2 separate regions of the Ovis aries genome follow, and region 2 is linked to region 1. Evidence: chromatin contacts called from public Hi-C data. All regions are on one chromosome and are shown on one strand. Each heading gives the region's core, a stretch centred on a gene start, on an enhancer-like site or on the middle of the called end of the contact. The rest is flanking DNA. Distances are from core to core; before and after follow the strand shown.

Region 1 (7,261 bases), core at 1,237-3,736:
TGCATATTTTCCCACATTATTTTATAACCTAGAATGGTCTTTAGCACATAATAGGTACTCAGTCCAAAATCACTGCAGATGGCAATTGCAGCAATGAAATTAAAAGACACTTACTCCTTGGAAGGAAAGTTATGACCAACCTAGATAGCATATTCAAAAGCAGAGACATTACTTTACCAACAAAGGTCTGTCTAGTCAAGGCTATGGTTTTTCCAGTGGTCATGTATGGATATGAGAGTTGGACTATAAAGAAAGCTGAGTGACAAAGAATTGATGCTTTTGAACTGTGGTGTTGGAGAAGACTCTTGAGAGTCCCTTGGACTGCAGGGAAATCCAATGTCCATCCTAAAGGAGATCAGTCCTGGGTGTTCATTGGAAAGACTGATGCTGAGGCTGAAACTCCAATACTTTGGCCACCTCATGCGAAGAGCGGACTCATTGGAAAAGACCCTGATGCTGGGAAAGATTGAAGGCGGGAGAAGGGGATGACAGAGGATGAGATGGTTGGATGGCATCATCGACTCGATGGACATGGGTTTGGGTGAACTCCAGGAGTTGGTGATGGACAGGGAGGCCTGGCGTGCTGCGGTTCATGGGGTCGCAAACAGCCGGACACGACTGAGCGACTGCACTGAAAACTACGTCGAATGAATGAATAAATGAAGGTGTCTATCAAGAGACATTCTCTCCCCGCAAGAATATCAGGTAGATTGCCTAGGCCCTCGATATGTAAACTTCTTGGGACAGCTAATTAAAAAGATAACGCCTGCACTCCATTTGCAAGCAGATGGGGAAAATCTTTCAACTTAAATTATCACTGCTATCAAGTGAACTATATTCGGTGAAATGCTGGGTACACAGAAATGAAGGGGCAAGAGACTGCGCAGCAGGCATTGAGCGCTTAACATCCAGCTGCAATCCAAGTGTTAGGTACCGGAGTAAACATTCTTCCACATAAGCACAACTGGTCACTTCTATCGCTTTAGTTTTAAGTCCAAACTGCCGCGTTCCTCGTTCAAGGTGTATTTCTGGCGCTAGCCCTGTCCTCTCTTCTCAACGAGCCCTATCTAAGACCCACCCCGGGATGCTTCCCACTTACCGGCTACCTCCTCGGGCTCGGTTCCCTCGGTGACTTGGGCGGCCCGACTCGCCGGCCGGTGGGGACGGGCTACCGCCGGAGGAATCCGGACGGCGGTGGACGGGAGGCGCGGACTCCGGGCTGAGCCGCTCCTGCTTCACCACTACCGCCGGCGCGATCCCCACCGTGTCCCCTTCCCGGTGCCTTCGCCGGCTCCCCCGCTCCCGCTCGCTCTTCACCTCCTTCATGCCGAGAGATCTGCGGAGCCAAGGAAAATAGGTCCGTTGCTCTCCTGTCCCAAAGGAAATGACGGACTTGCCTCCAGGACTTCCGCTTCCGGCTGCGAGCTCTCCCAGAAGCCCTTGCAGCGGAGATAACGCGACAAGATTCCGAAGTGGGCGGGGCCTTAGTGACCCGACTCGAGAGGCGGGAGATTCAAGTTTCAAAAGCAAACTTAGGGAAAGCTACTCTCAAGGACGGCTTCCCTGGTGGCTCAGATGGTAAAGAATCCGCCTGCAATGCGGAAGGCCTGGATTCGATGCCTGGGTTGGGAAGGTCCTCTGGAGAAGGGAACGGCTACCCACTCCAGTATTCTGGATACTCCAGCCAGTATCCTGGAGAATTCCATGGACAGAGGAGCCTGACCCGGATACACGACTCAGCGACTTTCACTTCACTCACTTTCAAGGATGTTTACCTACTAAACAGAGACAACCTGCACTCCCAGCGGTAGGAAAGATGTTCTGTCGCCATTCGCGATGCTATTTACAAGAAAAGCGAAAATGTCCGACAAGGCAGGAAGCTTCTTTACCGCCGCCACCAGGGAAGCCCATTTGAATTTTTTTTTTTTGCTATTTACAAATTATATGACAAATGGGAAAAAAAAAACAAACACCTGACTTGTTAAACAAAATTGTACAGATTGTGATTACATTTACGTTTGGAGACACCAAGGAAAGAGGAAGAAAATGCAATCACAGACGGCAGCCCGTGGGCAAATCATTAGCATTTCCCCTCTGTTCCTCCACTGTCTGATATGTTGTCATTTCTCCATTTAATTAAAAACAAATACCTTTTAAAACGTGGGAACTTTAGATGCCTTCCACCGGGAATCTTTCCTAACCCTTCGCTAAGAAGTCAGACGACTCCCTATTTTGCAGATGACAAAATGGAGGGTCGAAGGCGGTAAGCATCTAATTCAAATTGCGAGCTAGACGCAGCACAGGGATTCAGAACTGATGTTTTTCTCCCTGCTTCCAAGAGTACCGGGGCGACCTGTTGAGCCGGTGGTCTGATAAGCACTGGAAAACTTTCTGAGAAGGCTGAGTTTGAACTCGCGCGCTGCTGGCCCCACCCCGAAGCCCCGCCCAGGCCATGAGGGCGGAGCAGAGGTTTCCATGGCGACGGCAAACAAGGCCCTGACTGGAGGGCGGCTGCTGGGCTGCTTCTCCCGCCGCCACCATGATTCCCCCAGCGGACTCTCTGCTTAAGTATGACACCCCGGTGTTGGTGAGCCGGAACACTGAGAAACGGAGCCCCAAAGTAAGGACGAGTCTCAGAGCGTGGGGGAGCACGAAGCTCCGTTGGGGCAAGACAGGGGCTGCGCTGAAGGTCGGGAGTCCCGAGGGACAGAGGCTGCAGTCACTGGGAGTAATGGGAACTGGGACCTGAGGAGAGAGGCAGAAGAAAACCAAATGCTGGGTGATCCCAAAGGGCAGATTAGCATGGGGAAGAAAGTCACAGGGGGATGGGACAAGTCTTTTTAGGGTCACAGGGTCCCAGAATAGATCTGATAATGATGCCCCATCATTAGAGTAGAAGCCTGAGCAGCTGGGCCAGAAACATCTGTTCAAGGAGATGCAAGCATTGGGTTGGGGTGGAACCAGAGATGCTATATGGCCTCCTTCAGCTCTGAAACATAACTTCTGCTGAGAGGACAGATGGGAAAAGTGAGCTGGGATAGGGGAGGGATGTGCAGGAAACCTAGAGCAATCCAGGGGCCCAGGGAGTGTGGAGCTGAGTGTCTGAGTCGCCTCCTGCCCCAACTTGTCCCTCCTTCTCAGGCTCGGCCACTGAAAGTCAGCCCCCAGCAGCCTGGACCCTCGGGTCCCGTCCCACAGCCACCCAAGACCAAGCTCCCTTCAACTTCCTGTGTCCCAGATCCTACAAAGCAAGCAGAAGAAATCTTGAATGCCATCCTGCCCCCAAGGTAAACAAGCAGTGGCTAGGAGGAGGCCCAGGTTTTTGCTTCCTGGAACCTGTGAATGTGAGAGGAGGCACCCTGACTCTCTGACTGAGATTTCTTCCCAGCATCCCAGAGTTTCTAGAACTTGCAGATGGCTAGATCCTGGGAGGGTCCAGGGAGACCTCTTCTCTATTCGCCATCATTTCGTGAGTGTTCTCACCCAGGCTCGTTCGTGGCTTTAAATATCATCTGTATACTGATGGTTCCCATGGGTCTTTCTGCAGCCCTGTCCTCTCTCCTAAACTCTAAATGTATATATTCTACTACTTACCATTACCTTCATGAAGATGTCCAAGGAACATCTCAAACTCAGCGTGTTCAAATTAAATCATAATGTCTTTCTTCTCCTAACCAGCTCATTCTCAGTCTTCTCCTTTCCACTAGGGGCTCAGGCCACTTTTCATTCCCTTTGATCTCTCCCTTCACATGTCTGGGAATGCTCACACTCTCTTGTCTCCATTGTTCTTTTTTTCATTACTAAGTCGTATCTGATTCTTTGTAACCTCATGGACTGTAGCATGCCAGGCTCCTCTGTCCTCCACTATCTCCCAGAGTTTGCTCAGATTCATGTCCATTGAGTCAGTGATGCTATCTAACCATCTTCTCTTCTGCCACTCCTTTCTCCTTTTGCCTCTACCTTCAAATTACTTTCCAAATCTGACTGCTTTTCACGCTGCTTCCACCGTCTTATTCCTAGTCACTACTGTGATGGCCTTCTACCTGAAAACTCTGCTTCCACGCTGTGCTCCTACAGTCTATTCCCCACACGGCCCCCAAATCACACGTCAGATCGTGCAGCTCTTCTTATACAAACTCTACTGGCATCCCATCTCGCTCAGACTAAAATTCAAGTCCTTACAACAGCCCAGAAGACCTGGCAGGACCTGGCCCCTGAGGTATCCGGAATCTTCTCTCTGGTTATTCCCTTCCTAGTTCACGGGGCTAATGCCACGAGGGCCTCTGCTTGCTGTTTCTGAAACACATCAATGACTTTCCCACCATAGGACCTTCTCACCGCCAGGGATCCTCTTCCCCTGATATCCTCCTGATTCCCTTGTTCCTTCACTCAGTTCAGTTCAGTCACTCAGTCATGTCGGACTCTTTGCGACCCCATGAGCTGCAGCACGCCAGGAGCCATCACCAACTCCCGGAGCCCACCCAAACTCATGTCCATTGAGTCGGTGATGCCATCCAACCATCTCATCCTCTGTCATCCCCTTCTCCTCCTGCCTTCAGTCTTTCCCAGCATCAGGGTCTTTTCAAATGAGTCAGCTCTTCACGTCAGGTGGCCAAAGTATTGGAGTTTCAGCTTCAACATCAGACCTTCCAGTGAACACCCAGGACTGATCTCGTTTAGGATAGACTGGTTGGATCTCCTTGCAGTCCAAGGGACTCTTAAGAATATTCTCCAACACCACAGTCAAATCTTGCTCAAATGTCCTCTCCTCAAGGAAACCTTCTGCAGACTCCTTTATAAAAGGAGAGCTCCCTTCTTCTTACCCTGCTGCCTTGTTCCACAGCCACATTGATCACTAACATCCTTTTCAACTATTTTTATGCAATAAGGTGATAGAAGTTTTGAGGGTGATTTTCACTTGCTTCCCTCTCAACGATGCATGGAATCCTCTCTGTCAAGGTGGCTTTGCCCTCAGACTGCCCCTTGTGATTCCAGAACCTGGCTGTATCTCTGACATGAGGTTCACTATGGGCGTCCATATAGGGACACTCTCCCCGCCAGTACATATCTTCACCTCTTTTTGTTGGCACAAGGCTTATGTCTCCTGTGTCTCCTACCCCCCAAGTCAGTGGGTATTGTCACTGGGCCTCCCATTCAGATCAAGCAACATCCACCATAAATCTGTGCTCAGCATGTTAGGAGTGAAAAGGAGCTCTGGAACGTGGGTGATGACTTCACAGAGGACCGTGGGAGAATGAAGACTGCCCAGCCCCAAGGAAGGGGCCCCATGGAGGTGGCACCGTGGGTGTGGCTTTGGAGCCACACCCTCTTCCAGGAAGAGAGAGATGGGGGATTCTGGTGGGTCGGGGACAGAGCCGCTCCTCCCTCCTCTCAGGCAGAGAGTGCCAAGGGCCACCTCTGCTCAGGTCCTGAGGACCTTGCATGGTGGATGGGGCTGGCTAGGCCTGGCTGTGTGTGTCCCACAGGGAGTGGGTGGAGGACACGCAGCTATGGATCCAGCAGGTGTCCAGCACGCCCAGCACCAGGATGGACGTGGTGCACCTCCAGGAGCAGCTGGACCTGAAGCTGCAGCAGCGGCAGGCCCGGGAGACTGGCATCTGCCCAGTGCGCCGGGAGCTGTACTCACAGTGTTTTGGTGAGTGGTCCGAGAGGGAGGCTACTCCACCATCTACTGCCTCCTTCCCCTTCCCTTCAGTAGAGACCCAGGCCCTGAGTCCCCCCGAGCTGAGCCCATCCCATCCTGGAATGTCTGTCTCCCCGCACCTACCCCACCCAGGAACTGCTAACTGCACCGTCTTCCCCCTCCTGCCCATCTCTCCTACCGGTCCCCACTTTGTCAGTCACCGTGTTCCTGATGACTTGCTTCCTTACCCCTCAGCAGCTGCTTAGAGTAAGATGAGAACTTCCCACCTCCATGGGACCCCTTCCATTTGGTTCTTTTCAAAGGTTTCTATAATAAACATAGATTAATTTTTCAATCAGAAAAATGTCATGTTCTATATTTATATCCATCTATCAACATCAGGCCTTGGTCCAGAAAAGTATTTCAGGGTGATTTGTTGTGACTCAACAGACACAGGGCCTTTTTGTTTTGTTTCTTATAGCCCATACCGTGTGGCATGTGGGATCTTAGTTCCCCAACCAAGGATCAAACCCAGGCTCTCTGCGTTGGGAGCATGGAGTCTTAACCACTGGACCACCAGGGAAGTCCCCAAACCCAGGGACTTGAGATCTCCCTCCTTGGATGCTGGTGTCAGACGACTGGCCCTCAGTCTAGTCTCACTGGCCCACGTGGACGCAGATGCAAACGCATCCAGACCCTGTGGCAGCTGCTGTCCAGGGGCTGGCAGGGTCCCTTCAGCTTGAGGGCAATTCTGGCTTGTGCTCTCTGTCACCATTTACAGAGGAGATGTTTCCAGCCCCAAACCAGTCCAGCCAAGGGGGCACAGAGGATTTCCCAGCTGCTTTAAAACAGCCACCATCTTTATATTGAAAAAATCAGATTGCTTTGAATAGCACCCAGTTTCTGCCTAATAGTGGACCAGAAGAGCCCCCAGGCTGTAGACACACCAAGCTCTTGTCTCCGTTTGCCCTGGCCAAGCCAGGCTTGCTGATGGCCTGTACTCCCAAGTGCTGAAGAGAAGTCCTGACAGGGCCCCCGAGACCTGCCTGTCTCCAAGTGAGGAGGACACACCCTCCTGCCCTTCCCAGTAGGAAGCGGTTTGTAGTAGGACGGTTGGCATTTCCCCTCCCTCCTGCTTTCTCCGACCTCGCTGTGTGCACCTTGGCAGATGAGCTGATCCGCGAGGTCACCATCAACTGTGCGGAGCGAGGGCTGCTGCTGCTGCGGGTGCGGGACGAGATCCGCATGACCATCGCCGCCTACCAGACCCTGTACGAGAGCAGCGTGGCGTTTGGCATGAGGAAGGCACTGCAGGCCGAGCAGGGGAAGTCAGACATGGAGAGGAAAGTGAGTGGGTTCACCAGGAGCCTCCGAGACTCTCCTGTCCACCTTAGGGCCACAGCCTGTCACGCCAGCATCCAACTCCGGCCTCCGAGGGTGCTTTCCCGTCACCTCAGTGTCATGGCCAGTCCTGAGGTGACGGAACTGGCTCCCCTTGGACAAGCCCTGCCAGGCACTGGCCTCCCACTGGGTGGCAGCACAGACTCTGGCAATGCCTTGGGTCGGGCAGCTGTGTCCCGAGTCCCCTCCACCCAGGGACTCACACCGCCCCATCCG
Region 2 (7,261 bases), core at 1,301-3,800, 1.2 Mb after region 1:
ATTTGGACAACTAAAGAAACTATTCACTTAATATTTACTGACTCAGTTCTCACATTCCTCATTACAGACACTGATAAGACCTTTTCAGTGGGTGACAACATTACAACAGTTAATAAAAATATAGCAATATCTACTATTAACAAAAATGGAACACTGCTCACTAACTAGAACTCAGAGATATAAACCCTATCTCCTAGTCATCTCATATTCTGTACTTGCACAAAGGCATGCCTGCTCCTAAAGCACCTCTGCAGGTACACCTCTCAGAGTTAGGAAATCTAGTGGCAAAGAAACAAACTGCAAGAAGCACATGACAAGATAAACAACTTTCCTTTGTTCCTACATCTTCCGCCATCAGAGAAGAAAAGTAAACATCGTCATGTCCAACTACCTGTGCATCAATGACGTATATCAACGCTCCCGTTCCCCTGAAGATCATCTCGTAGTCAAAAGTTGGGTCAAAAAAGTCCATTTGCCCAGGAAAATCCCATATTTGGAAATTCACAAAGGAGCTATTAGAAATGTCATCTTTGTAAATCTTGTTGGTACTTTCCAAAAAGAGGGTCTCATTGGGTGACATTTTATGAAACACCACCTGTTAAAAGAAAAAAGGACAATTTAATGACTATTCCACTTTTTATTTAAAATAAGTACAAAACTCCACCCAGAATTAACATAAAGAATGTGACCCTACAGCAAAAATTTTGAGAGAGATGAAACGTGAATGGTATATCCATTGGTACTCACTATCCTCTAACTTGTAACAGAACAGAAAATACCAAATTACTAAAACCAAATCACCCAGAAAAGCTAAAACTTTTCTATTTTCTCTGTCTGTATACAATACTAGCAGTAGCAATGTCTCTCCTCAGTCTTTTTTTTCTCCTCATTGTATAAATTCTGCCAAAATCTGCTCTAAGATTATGAAAATTTATAGCTAAAGTTTAAGTAGTTTTGTTCATTAAAATTTTATCAGAATGCCCACATCAGGCTCTAACAAACAATTAGAAAATAAACTGACTGGACTCTGTCCTTCATGGGTTTGCAGTCTTGTGGAAGAAATAAAGGCAAATTATACCAAATAGGAAAAGGCATATTGGTAGAGAAGGAATATTCATGAGGAGGGGAAGAATGGGACTTGACAAGGAAAAGACAGCTCCCATGAGGAAAAAAAAAAAAAGGTAAACGCAATTGTTAATCACAATTATCACAATCCACACAATTCCAACACAAAAGGAATTTCCCTCTCTCTACTCGCTGGATGGGAAAAATGGATAGTTACTCCTGAGGTTTAGACTGTGAGTAACACTGTAACGAATCAAAACCAGTTTGCTAAAAACCTGCCATCAATGTACTCAGATTTTGCTGTAACGGTGAAAAGATAATAAAACATAGTAATCCCGTAAATTTGGAAGGCTACTTTTTAAAATTATCATGTCTACAGAATATCACGCAGAGATTTATTTTGGAGAGATCTTTGCCACAGAATGAAAAGCGCAAAAAGCCAGGGATCTGGCATTTTATCGCCAGCTCACCTTGTGTTTAAGAGGAATGGCTGATGGAGGTGGTCAACCCTGCCTCTATTCCCCCTTACTAAAAAAGCGAATAGCCCTCCATCCTCTCCTGCCATTTCCCAAGTAAAAGCACATGTACAAAGGTCTGTAAATATTCTCCAGGTCTCAAGACTTTTGTAGCTACACACACACAGAGGGGAAATCACTACTAATTATACTCACCGGGCTAAAAGTACTAAAACAGGTGGAAGAACAGCCCCCATTCCCACTAAGGAATGTCACAGTGAAGTCTCCTTCGTACTAGCAACAAGAGCAGGCATTACAAACACCAAGGAGTTAGTCACAACTCTTTCTGACGCTGCTCCCTGGGGCTCACCTGGGAAGCCCTGCAAACTCAGGTCACCTGAAGTGAGAGGCGCACACACAACCGGAGTCGGGTAAGGAGTGTGGGAAAGTTAGAACCGGGGAGCAAGTCTCAGTTTCATGAATGGCATGGGGGCTGGGTCCCAGGAAGTGAGGGCCCAGGAGGTGAGGCCACGGGCACCTGCCTCGCTCCGGCCACTCAGGGAGTGCGGGGATCCACTCGGCCTCGGCTGACCTGGGCGTGGACTCCGAGATCGGGGTCCCGGCGCGTACCGCGCCCGGGCTCTGCTTCCCAGAGAAGAGAAAGCGCGCTGGGACAACCCAGCCGGCCACCCCGGCCGCCGCCCTCCTCAGGGCCTCCCCTCCCGGCTGGCCCCCAGCGCCCCCGAGGAGGGGAGGGAGGGGGAGGGGCGGAGGGCCCGAACGGCCCCACTCACCTTCTGGATGGAGGACTTGCCGCTGCGCCGCAGGCCCATGAGCAGAATCCTCGGCTTGGAGCTGTCAGCGCCCCCCGGGCCACAGCCGCCTCCGGCCCCCGCCCCAACCCCGCCGCCCGCGGCTGCCGCCTCCTCTTCCTCCTCCTCCACGCCGTAGCCGAAATCCTTTGGGAACGAATCCGCCGCGCCGTAACTGCCGGCGAGGGGCGTCTCCTCCGCCCCGTACTGCAGGGACATGGTGCTGGAGCCGCCGCCGCCCGCGCCCTGACAGGCCAGGCCAGGCCAAGCCAGGCCGCCGCCTCCCCAGTCCGCCGCCGCCGCTGCCGCCGCCGCCCCCGGCAGCCGCCGCCGCTGTGCGGCCCGCCCCCCGGCGCCCGGCTCTCATAGGCTCCCCGCCCGAGCCTGGCCCCTCATTGGTCGCCCCAGCTGCCACTCGGGAGCAGCAAGGTAGGTGGTGCCCGTCACGTGCCCGGAATCACCTGACTCGGAGCCGTGGAGGGGGGAGGAGGAGTCACGAGGAGGGTAGCCGGGCCGAGCCCTCTGCCCTCCGCCCCAGCCCGCACCTCCGTCCAAGCCAGCCACGCGCCTTGCTCCTCACCGTTCTCCTGCCTTCTTCGGGACTCCGGAGGCCAACACAATGAGTGACGCTCTCTGGGCACTTGGGAGAATTGATTGTCCTCCTCCTACTATTGTGCTTGCCCAACCAATACTTACTGATGCCCGCGAAGTCCTGGGGCAGAAGGGGCACAAAACTGGAACTACCTTGGACCCTGCCTGCCCTCAAGTTGCCCCAGGGTTAATGGAGATCGGACCTCTGAGTAAGTAGCTTCTGTATGAGATAGAAGTGGGAAGGTCAAAGATGCAGATAGAAATGCTCAGCATGGGTGGGTGAGAGCATCTCTAAGGAGCTGGCGTCTGAACAGGTCTGGAAGGATGGCATTGGTTGAGGTGTTCAAAGGTAGAGAGGAGGAGCTAGCCAGAGGGCAAAACCTCAAACGAGGCAGAGTCATCGGTGAGATAGTTCGTTCTAGCAGGTAGCTGGCCCCTGATAGGAAAGCAAATGCTAGTAAGCTAGAATGTCTTACCCACTTTCTTCAGCAAATCACTGACAATGAATACTGCTACTGTTTGACTTATCAGGATCTGACGACGACTCCTCCCCACCCAGTATCTACTTCTGTAGTAATTCCATCACCCCATGAAACATTGCATCTTGTGTGATCTCCTTCAGATCAGAGACCAAAGGCATTAATAATGAAAGCTGACCAGAACAAATGCTTGTCACCAAAATATGGGAAAGCTAGAGGAATTTTACTCTTCACAGGGCGGCTTTAGAATTGGAAATTTAACCAATTTCCTCCTCCGGGGTCCTCCTCTTAAAGGGGACATGGGTGGTGATATTGATCTTTCAAGGAAACTTTCTTGATTATGAAGGGAAAGCAGGTATGCACATCTAGAAGTTGGTTTTGTCTGAATCTCAAAATTAAAGGTAGGACATCCTTAGAGGTCATCTAGTGCAACCTCTCACCTAAAAAGAATCTACTGTACAGCGTCTCTGACGCTGCATGAAAGACTTGCAGCATACATTTCAGTAGAGCCCAGGGAAGAGAGCTCACTATCTCAGTAGGAAACAATTCCACTGTAGTAAAACTTGGCTTAGAAGTCTCTTATTCAGGCCAAAAATCACACTCCTTGGAGCTTATACACCATAGTCTATTAGCAGTGGTCATCTTTTTTATGACAGCACCTCAGATACTGGATTACAGTTTTCATTACCCACTGTCTTCTCTGTTCCACATTAAACATACTTCAGCCCAGCCTTCTACAGTAATGTCCAATAGCACTTCGTGTGATGACAGAAATGTTCCACATCTATACTGCTCAACATAGTAGCCAGTGTGGATTGAGCACTTAAATTGCTGCTTGTGTGACTCAGGAACTGAATTTTTAATTTTACTTGCCAGATGTGGCTAGCAGCCACCATGTTGGACAATACAGCTTTGTGGTTTCAAATGTACTCTCCACATTTATATGCAATTGAGCTTGTCAACATCCATCAAATGTCTGACACCTACAACACAATAAGGACCAATAGAGCCTTCAGGGTGATTGTTTAGCACCTGGACAGTATTTCTATTAGTGCTTTCCAGAATGGAATTTTTAAAAAAATATACAGACTGTAAGTGGTTCACACTAACAGTCACTGGAACCAGTACTTTGTCAGCAATCCCTAAGTGCCTAAACTTGTACAGCTGCATTTTTAACCTCAATGTAAGACTTGATATTTCAACTTTTTCATTTAGGCCGTGAAGTTTAGGCATTCCCAAGTTGTGAATCATTTTCAAGCTCATCTCAGTATCGTCTACCAACCAGCCCTTCCAACTCTGTGGCAAACAGAGAATTAGCATTACTACCATCTGACCCATATGTAGTCCTTTACAATTTGCAAGGTACTTTTTACATCCATTATATTTAATTTAATCCTTATAACACCTTGTGAGATAGGCAAGATATGAAATCTACATTTTACAGATAAGGCAGCTGCAACAGCAGGAACTCAACAGATCGGATCCTTTTTTTACTCCATTGAGCATCATGTATACTGTCTTCATCCAGATCCTTGATAGAAACGTTGAAGAGGACCTGCAGAGGCCAGGCTCACCCTGAATTCTTACATAGCACTGACTGATACAGCAGTGTAAGCATGTCATTTCCCCCCAAAAGTCTGATTATCCAACTCACAGGTTGCCATTTTTCAAAAGGATGGTACAGGAGACAATCACCTGATTTACATAAATATTAATACCAGTCTTATTAGGGAAAAAAATGAGTGCTGGCTGCCAGAAAAAATTTCTACTTGCCTGTCCACAAAGGGACTATCACACCAACTGCTTAAAGAAGCCATGTCTCCTCTTCCAAAACCCCTCATGAGGCCATGTTTTATTATCATTTACCGTTCTTAGCACATCCTATCCCACACTGTGATTATATACATGTCTTATAGTTAACTTCAAGTCATTCATCTTTATAATACTCAGCCCACTGCTGTCCCTGTAGGAGGCACTCAAACTGGTAAAAGATAAACCAATTCAAGTAAATGTTCTTCCAGCCATATCTGCTCCTGCTGCTAACTCGCCTCAGTTGTGTCCGACTCTGTGCGACCCCCCGAGACGGCAGCCCACCACGCTCCCCCGTCCCTGGGATTTTCCAGGCAAGAGTACTGGAGTCGGGGGCCACTGCCATATCTGATTCCCCTACAAAAACCGACCTGGGACTGGAAAAGACAGACCACTGCCACATTCCTGCCAATGTGACTGATGAAGATGCCCTTATAATTGGCTTGGTCACAGCTTCTAGCAGGTGCTGAGGCTTCTGCTAGTTAAAAACCAGCTTTCCTTGTATTGTTTTCTCTGTGTGTTTTGACCAGAAAATAAGGACATTTGTGTAACACTGGGGACAAAAAAAAACATGAAATAGGGCTGCTACTTAATAATGCTAGTCAATCAATAAGGAAAATAAGTGAAGAGTAACACAAAAACATCTGACTGTAGGTCTTCCAAGAAAGGAAAAAGGACTAACAAACAAGAATATAGTGCTTTACCATTTACAAATCTTTCACATACATTCCATTTGACCCTCACAACAACCCTGTGAGGTAGGCAGCACAGATATTTTCATTTAACAGGTGAGGAAAGTGAATCTTGGAGCAATTAACTAATGTGCCCCAGGTTCTACAATTGGTGAATAACTGGTATTCACATCAGTCTTTGGCCTACAGATTCAGCACCCCACCTCCCCTCACACTTGCCTACCTACTTCACAGGGATAATGAAGATAAAATGAATTCAAAGCTAGAAAAATACTTTGAGGGAAAAAAGCACTGTATAATTATACCCACGAACTATAATTTTCCACAATATATGGCTCATTCCCCTTGTCATCCAGGCTTATGCGTGAACCCAGAATTTTATATTGCCTCTGTTCTGTGTCCCGCTAAGCAACTAAGTAAGGCAGGGGAACAGTGTGATCCTCTTTAAGTTTATATAAATTACAATCAGGGTAACTGCTATTACAGGAAATTGAAAAACAACACAGAAAGGTCAATGTGCAACTGGGACCCAGGGGAGCACAATAAAGCAAGGCAACATTATCAGGTAGGGCATGATTGCATAGAAGGAAAGGTGGTGTCAGAGTTCACACTGGCACACACAGTTATCTAAGGCAAAGTGGTGGCAAAGAGTCATTCGTTCCAGCTAATATAAACAAGAGCAGAAGATTCATGAGACCCCCATGAAACAGCATCGTGTATCACACAGATCTCTCCAGCTGCCTACAGAGAATATAAAACAACAGTGTCATCCTCATTTTAAAGAATGACTGTACCTGTGCTCATAATCCTGAGCTAAACCAAGGAATAGCTCTGTACTAATAAACTTCCTTGGCTAAAATACAACCAGTACCATCATTCCTAGTCAGACTGATAGAATGTCTTTTAAGGTAATGAATTCGATGGCTGTGTTTATAGATTTTTTTTCTTTCCAGGATTCACTTTTGATTCTCCTGCTTTTTTAAGACCCAAAGAAAGTTATACTGAGTTTTTATTGGTGATTCTAAGTATATGTGTTTATAACAGTTAACGTGTGATAGGTGAATTTAACATATTTAAAAGAGTGCTATAGCATCTGTTCAGAAAAGATTATATACTGTACAAACTATTCGAGTCATACAAAACCATTGTTTTCAGTGTCTTTTCAACTGAGAAGAATCCTATTCAGCACGTTTCTCCTCCTGAGGTGGTTCATACTGAGCAAGCTATGGGGGCAAAGACAGAGGCGTTTAGGTGAATTTTATTCTAAATTGGGTTAAAAAAAAACTTAACAGTAACAAAACAAGTCAACTACTTTGTTCAATGACTGAATCAGTTTATAAAATCCTAGCCTTTTTAAA

Evidence for each region. A called contact is a pair of places that touch in the nucleus more often than the background predicts.
Region 2: a Hi-C map of muscle shows a contact between it and region 1, with 4 times the contacts expected there. The contact joins the promoter of RRAGC here to the promoter of DNALI1 in region 1. A contact is called at or near these places in 2 of 16 Hi-C or Micro-C datasets (muscle and tail adipose tissue).

The regions. Positions count from the first base shown.
Region 1 is chr1:12,372,581-12,379,841 of ARS-UI_Ramb_v3.0, forward strand. DNALI1 (dynein axonemal light intermediate chain 1) reads left to right here and starts at 2,487. Exons shown (of 6, transcript XM_004001809.5): 1 at 2,487-2,620; 2 at 3,142-3,287; 3 at 5,487-5,656; 4 at 6,813-6,991. The coding sequence starts at 2,540. SNIP1 (Smad nuclear interacting protein 1) reads right to left here and starts at 2,447. Exons shown (of 5, transcript XM_042245714.2): 1 at 2,151-2,447; 2 at 1,100-1,336. The coding sequence starts at 1,326.
Region 2 is chr1:13,587,233-13,594,493 of ARS-UI_Ramb_v3.0, forward strand. It overlaps RRAGC (Ras related GTP binding C), which reads right to left and starts at 2,551. Exons shown (of 7, transcript NM_001161867.1): 1 at 2,315-2,551; 2 at 392-595. The coding sequence starts at 2,551. LOC121819013 (a long non-coding RNA gene) reads left to right here and starts at 2,864. Exons shown (of 2, transcript XR_006059127.2): 1 at 2,864-3,132; 2 at 4,618-7,261.